2 separate regions of the Gossypium hirsutum genome follow, and region 1 is linked to region 2. The links are chromatin contacts, called in public Hi-C maps. All regions are on one chromosome and are shown on one strand. Each heading gives the region's core, a stretch centred on a gene start, on an enhancer-like site or on the middle of the called end of the contact. The rest is flanking DNA. Distances are from core to core; before and after follow the strand shown.

Region 1 (3,397 bases), core at 530-3,029, 200 kb before region 2:
AAAATATAAAAAGCTCGATAAAATTTACAAGCCATTCAAGTCGAGTATTATCAAACTTGAATTCAGCTTGATTGATAATTCAAATTCGTTTCAATAATTATCAAATTGGGCCTGAATTTTTTTCGAATCAAACTTAAGTAACTTGTAAACACCAGTATCTCATTTATCCCCTGATTCAAGCCCCTTAACAGTAAACCTAGTTTGGTTAGTTTCGTTTTCTTTATTTTTTATACTAATTTTAAATTTTTTCATTCATATTCATAACAAATTTAAGTAAAAAATAATCGATAATTCTTATGTATTATTTTTTAAAAATGTTTTTTATAGATTTTTTATTAATTTATTTTACTATTTAAAGTACACAATGTTTATTCTCACATATCAATTTTTAATTACAAATTAAATAAAAGTATAAATTGATTTGGGATAGTGGTTTTTAAATTTTTATTCTAAAAACCCTAAACCCCAAACATATTCAGTTTGTGACTTTATTTTTAACCCTAACTAGATTAATTAATTGACTCTAGAGTGGTTAGTTATGCCAATTACGACTTAAATTTGAAATTTGATTCGATCAATGTAATACAAATATGTTTTAATTTAATTTGTATTTACCTGGATTTAAATTTGACCATAACTTAAAGTTGACTTAAACTTGAAACGATTTGAAGCCAATATTATTTAAATATTAAATGACTCAAACTCAAAATAATTAAATCATGAAATGATCTAAACTTGAAAATTTAAATGGCTAAAGTCCAAAAAAAACAACTTGAACTTGAAAGCATAAAAGCCCAAACTATTTAAAAAATTTAAAATTTGACCTTATTCATGTGCACAATTGAAAGAACTAACTTGATAAGCAGAAGGTAGGTATACGAATGAGACACTAGTGCTCGCAAGTTATTTGAGTTTGATTAAAGAAACCCGATTTCGATTCGATAATTATCAATACGAGCTCAAACTATCGATCAAACCGAACTAGAACATTATAATACTCTTTTCAAACAACTCATGAACCTACTCTAACATTTCATTTTAATATATTTTTATATCATGAAAACACATTTTTATCCTTATAGAAATAGCTTGTACAAATAAACTGAATCGAACTAGAGTTCAAGCATAAAATTGATAAGAGCTTGACTGAGTTTGAGCTCAAATATATCTCGAGTCAAATTTAAACTTAAAAAATAATCTTCGATAAAATTATATCAAATAATAAGTTCCAATTTTCAAATTAAGCTCAAGCCCAAACCTGCTTTTACCTGAGTTTATTTTGGCTAATTATACCTCCAGCCCAAGGATTAAATTGGAGTAACAATAGCAAAAGACAATTAAATTATGTCATAAGTATTTATATTTTTTGAATTTTAGAATTTAGTCTCTAGACTTTTCAGATTTCAAAATTCATATCCAACTCTTATCATTGTTAATTTTTTTCTTATTAAAATTGTTAGTATGACATTTTAAAATTTAAGAAAAATACTCACTTGGTAGTCACGTAATTAAAAAAATGACATTGGAATTAACCTGAATTTAACATTGTTAAAAGTTAGACTTGAAATTTGAAATCTATAAAGTACAAGGACAAAATTTCTGAAAATAAAAATATAGAGACTAAATTATAAAATTCCAAAAAGTACAGGGACTTATTGCACATTTTATCTGCAAAAGACCTAAAAAAAACGCTGCGTTTTAAGTTTTGCACGGTGGATCCCGCTAAACTAGAGGTGCAGATCGTCTATAAATAGAGTTCGGTGTCCCTGAAACATTTTCTCAGATTTCTCAGTATAGGAACAATCTATTTTTTTCTCAGGCAAGGAAAAATCGCTTGAATTAAATAAATATATATTCAAACCTATCGATCTCTAAAGGGCTGATAATCCGATAAGGAAACCGGTTTTCCCAATACACGGATTTAAGCAAAAACATGGGACATGGTAACAAAGGAAACCGGAAATCCATGATTTTTGCAGTTTTGATTTATTTTTTTAAACGGTTTTGTATAACATTTTAATGATTCTCAGGTGAAAGAGGTCGGCCCAACAAAAAGTTCAAATTTGCCAAGGTTGGGGGAATTTCTATATATATTTTGTTTGAATTTTATGGGTTTTGTAAATTTTTCCTTACAAAAGCATGATTCGTTTTGGGTTTTTTTTTTGCAGGATGATCACAGGGGCTCAGCTATGGAAGATGATTATTCTTTTTATCCTGATGAAGCCGATGATGAACCTCGTGATGGTACTCATTTGTTTGCTCTTTTTTTGCTTTTAATCTATTTAGATTGAATTTGAGTTGTATTTGGTTTTTTTTTTATTATTTTAATTTATGATTAATTTTGAAGGTGAGAATGAAGGAAAGAAAAGAGATTTTACCAAATTAGAACTAAAACTCGATCATGGTAATCGCCCATTATGGGCTTGTGCTGATGGGCGTATATTTTTGGAGACATTCTCCCCTTTATACAAGCAAGCTTATGATTTTCTCATTGCTATAGCTGAACCCGTTTGCAGGTACTGACCCCATTAATATAATGTGATTTAATTTTAATTTTTTTTTCTTATTGGATGTACATTAACGTGTATGAATGTGAATTTTCAATTTATGTAGGCCGGAGTCAATGCACGAGTATAATCTCACACCACATTCCTTGTATGCTGCGGTATCTGTGGGGTTGGAGACAGAAACAATTATATCGGTCTTGAATAAATTATCCAAGACTAAGCTTCCTAAAGAAATGATTGATTTCATTCATGCTTCTACCGCTAATTATGGCAAAGTTAAGCTTGTGCTTAAGAAGAATCGTTATTTTATCGAATCCCCATTTCCGGAGGCAAGTTGGTTGTTTTTGGTACCTTTATAATTTATTGGAATTTATTGATTCTTTGGGTATTAATTGTTTGGTGATGTTTGATCCTTGCAGGTTCTGAAGAAACTGCTTCAAGATGAGGTTATAGGTCGAGCAAGGCTTGTTTCTGAGGTTTGTTACATTATTTGAATTGAGCTTGTTGATTTATTTTGTTTATTGCATTTGAGGCATAAGCTTAATCTTCTTTTAGTGGTTATTCTCTTTTCTTCCCATTGAAATCATGCTTTTGGTCTAAATGATATCTTCTCATGCAAATCAGTTTCTGTGACACTTTGTCCTGCCGTATGCTTTTTCACTCAAAGGTCTCAATCTGATTCTGCTTAGTGTTCTCTTAGATGCTAGCGTTGAATAATAGTCTAGGAGAAACAGTTTGAAAGAATAATTTAAGCTCAATTGGATTCATTGGGTCACTTTCTGTAGGTTCATGAGTTTCCATGTGGGATTCTTTATTGTTAACTTGCTTGGTTTTTTGGTTGTCATGTTTCTTCCGGATGCTTGTCAACTATTTTCTTGACTTCCCTTTTG
Region 2 (3,143 bases), core at 253-2,752:
AAACAGTGGGTCCCACCTCGTCATCATCTACCCCTGAAATTTCCCGAAACTGAAATTTAAACCATCGGGAACTGGGATAGCACTGTTCATTAACTTAATCACGATTAACTTACCCTAAATCATGATTAGAGGTGAATATTTAGATAATTAATTAAAACCCATAGCATAAAGGAATGCACTTTAACAATGGGAAAAAAGTGACAAGACTGAGTGACCTACCTGGTGAAAACCGAGTTCCTTGGTGAGTGGGACACCGAGTTCAGCCATACAAGCTTGCATTCGATCATCGGAGCCGTACAATCCCGGGTACCTTTGAATACACCGGTCTTGCATCTTCGACAAGGCCTTGGCTAAAGGGTAGCTAATGGCGAACCCACCGCCGCCGTAAGCCATACTGTAAGAGAAAAATATGTTCTGGATATGGGATTCCGATAAGCTTCCGATGTAATAATACTGAGTGTGGTCGTATTTCCTCAAAACCCTAATGAGATTCTCGGTGATGAAGACGGTGTCATCGTCACCCATCACGAACCACCTCACGTTATCCATCTTCATACTCAACGTCTCCGTCACGATCCGCGAGATCCGAATCGCTGACCGGTGACCCTGCGAGTTCGTATACTGGAATTTCGAAGTGTCGCTGGAGAACCGGACCGGCGGTAGGGTCCGGTTATCTTCGGCAGAGTATTTCACCCGATTGTCCAGCCAAACCACACCGCGCATTCGGTCCGGTTTGTACCAAATCTTGATGTACTCTTTCCTCTTTTGCCATAGCTTAGAAGAAGCCGCGATCCCAAAAACGACGTCGTGGATCTCCGTCGGCCTCCATCTAGGCGGAGCTTTAGGCATTCGTAATAAACCCACTTGTTTTTCTCTAGCATCCCGATGTGGGTGAAGAGACGCCTTCTCCTTTGTCATCTCCGCCGTTCGGTTAGGATTTAATAGAGACCGATGAAGCGATGAAGTGAAAGGGATATCATCGTAAGAATCTTCAGCCGAGCTGGCTAATAGCTTAAGAGTGTAAATAACATAAATAAACGAAACGAAAAGGATTAACCACACCATAAGCTTGGGAATGGGTCTTGACGATGACCCATGAACAAGTGGGTTCTCCGATGAACTCCTGATTTGAATCGGATCCCACACTTCTTTCTCTGAATCTTTCTTCGACTCCTTCATTCTTAAAAATTTAGACTTGTTTTGCATGTAAACAAATAAGTGAACAACTTTGATTAGATTCAGTGACAAAATGTACCCAAAAAAGGTGAAAATCAAATCAAAATGTAGGGTTTTCAATGAAGAAGATAAAAGATTGGCTCGTGTTGCTGCTGCTGCAGGGGAGTAAAGTAGAACGCTTGCATTGTTGCCACCTCATCACTTCAATAAGAACATCACCATTCTCACCAAGCAATTTAAAAATATTTTATCTTTTATTCTTTTTGATTTTTTTAAATTTAATTTTGGATTGTTTTGGGGATATGAAAAAGGGCCTTTTTAGAGTGTGATTAAGGGAGATATGAAAATCCATGTGAGCGAGTTAAGATGGTGGGGGTACAATGGTCCAAGATTTTGGAGATAGGGAAATGTGAGACCCACACCTTGTTTAAAGGGTGGGAAAATAACACGGATCAGCCGACAAACGGATGTAGAAAATGCCAAGGAAATTTTACAGGGGTAAAATTGCTAAATTAGGACAATTTTACTCTAAATGTTCAGAACTCTAAACTAGGGAACATTTACGTGCAAACTTTGCAAGATAACCTTTTATGGGGTCTTTTTACCTACCTTAGACCTCCTTTCATTACAAGGATTTTATATTTCGTTTTTTTACTGTTAAAAATAATCAAATAATATCAAATTGGAACAGAGTTAATATTTCTAAAGCTTTTATGGTTTTATAAATGAAATCTTTGGTTTTCTAATTTTTAATATATGGACTAAATCGATCCATTTAATAATAAAGGGACTAATTTGATCTTGTCCTTATATAGAAGGACCTCCCAAGTAATTTAACTGTTTCTTATTAAAAAAGGGTAAATATACATTTTGGGTACATGAATTTGGCTTCAAGGTTCAAATTGGTACCTAAGGTTTTTTTTTTCGTCCAGTTAGGTATTTAAACTTAGTTTTAAGGTTCAATTTAGTACCTAAAGTTTATTTTGGTTCAGTGTTTAAGATGAACTTAGCTTCTCAGTTCAAATTGGTATCTGAACTTGACTTTTTGGTCCAAATTAGTACTTATGATAAATGACTTATTGAACCAATTTGAACTATGAAGCTAAGTTCAGGTACTAATTTAAACCAAAAGGCCAAGTTCAAGTGCCTATTCGAAACAAAATAAACTTTAGGTATTAAATTAAACTTTAAAGCCAAATTTAGGTACTTAATTGGAGAAAAAAAAACTTTAAAATCAATTGAGGTAAAAATTTTGTATGACACACCAATTTTGTGCAATTTATTATTATTTTTTTAGTGAAAAAGAAGTTGTTACAATACTTAGATTAAACTACCAATATTTAATAGATTCTCTACAAACAACTACTGACCCTAATTCATGTTAAAAGCCAATTTAGCGATGCGATCAACTTTTATATTCTCTTCTCAATGAATATGTATTATTTCTCATTAAACTATTTCCGACAATATTTGCCAAATACATCTGATAAGTGCTGAATCAAAAGACTTTGAGAATGGTACTTGAATAGCCAGAATAACTTCCACGCTATCCATCTGAATCGACACTTTGTCCCGGCTCCTGTTATGCAATAACATCAAGCCATTTAGGATATCTCATAACTCAGCATTGAAAACAGAACAAAGTCCTAATCTCCTATTAAACCCAATAATCCAATGGCCATGATTATCCCTCAACACTCTCTCAACAGCGGTTTCTCTTGAGCCAACTTTAACTGCGCTATCAGAATATAATCGGATTCAAGAATTTTTTTTCAATGCTAAAAACGGAAGTATTCAAAGATTTTGAAACATTTAAGCAAAATTGGATAGTATAGAAAACAGGAAAAGATTCTTTTGTAACTGACCACGATTTTATTTTGCTTACTCAAACCTTAATCAAACTAACCACATAGATTTCCCTTAATTTCAATTAGATACAAACGTAAAAAGATTTGTTTAATTAAGTT

The links. A called contact is a pair of places that touch in the nucleus more often than the background predicts.
Region 1: a Hi-C map of leaf shows a contact between it and region 2, with 2.7 times the contacts expected there. The contact joins the promoter of LOC107929280 here to the promoter of LOC107927143 in region 2. A contact is called at or near these places in 2 of 34 Hi-C or Micro-C datasets (both in leaf).

Annotation. Positions count from the first base shown.
Region 1 is chrD03:51,431,044-51,434,440 of Gossypium_hirsutum_v2.1, reverse strand. LOC107929280 (general transcription and DNA repair factor IIH helicase subunit XPB1) reads left to right here and starts at 1,779. Exons shown (of 19, transcript XM_041090474.1): 1 at 1,779-1,943; 2 at 2,031-2,071; 3 at 2,169-2,244; 4 at 2,348-2,516; 5 at 2,614-2,836; 6 at 2,927-2,983. The coding sequence starts at 1,934.
Region 2 is chrD03:51,228,872-51,232,014 of Gossypium_hirsutum_v2.1, reverse strand. LOC107927143 reads right to left here and starts at 1,502. Exons shown (of 3, transcript XM_016858146.2): 1 at 220-1,502. The coding sequence starts at 1,206.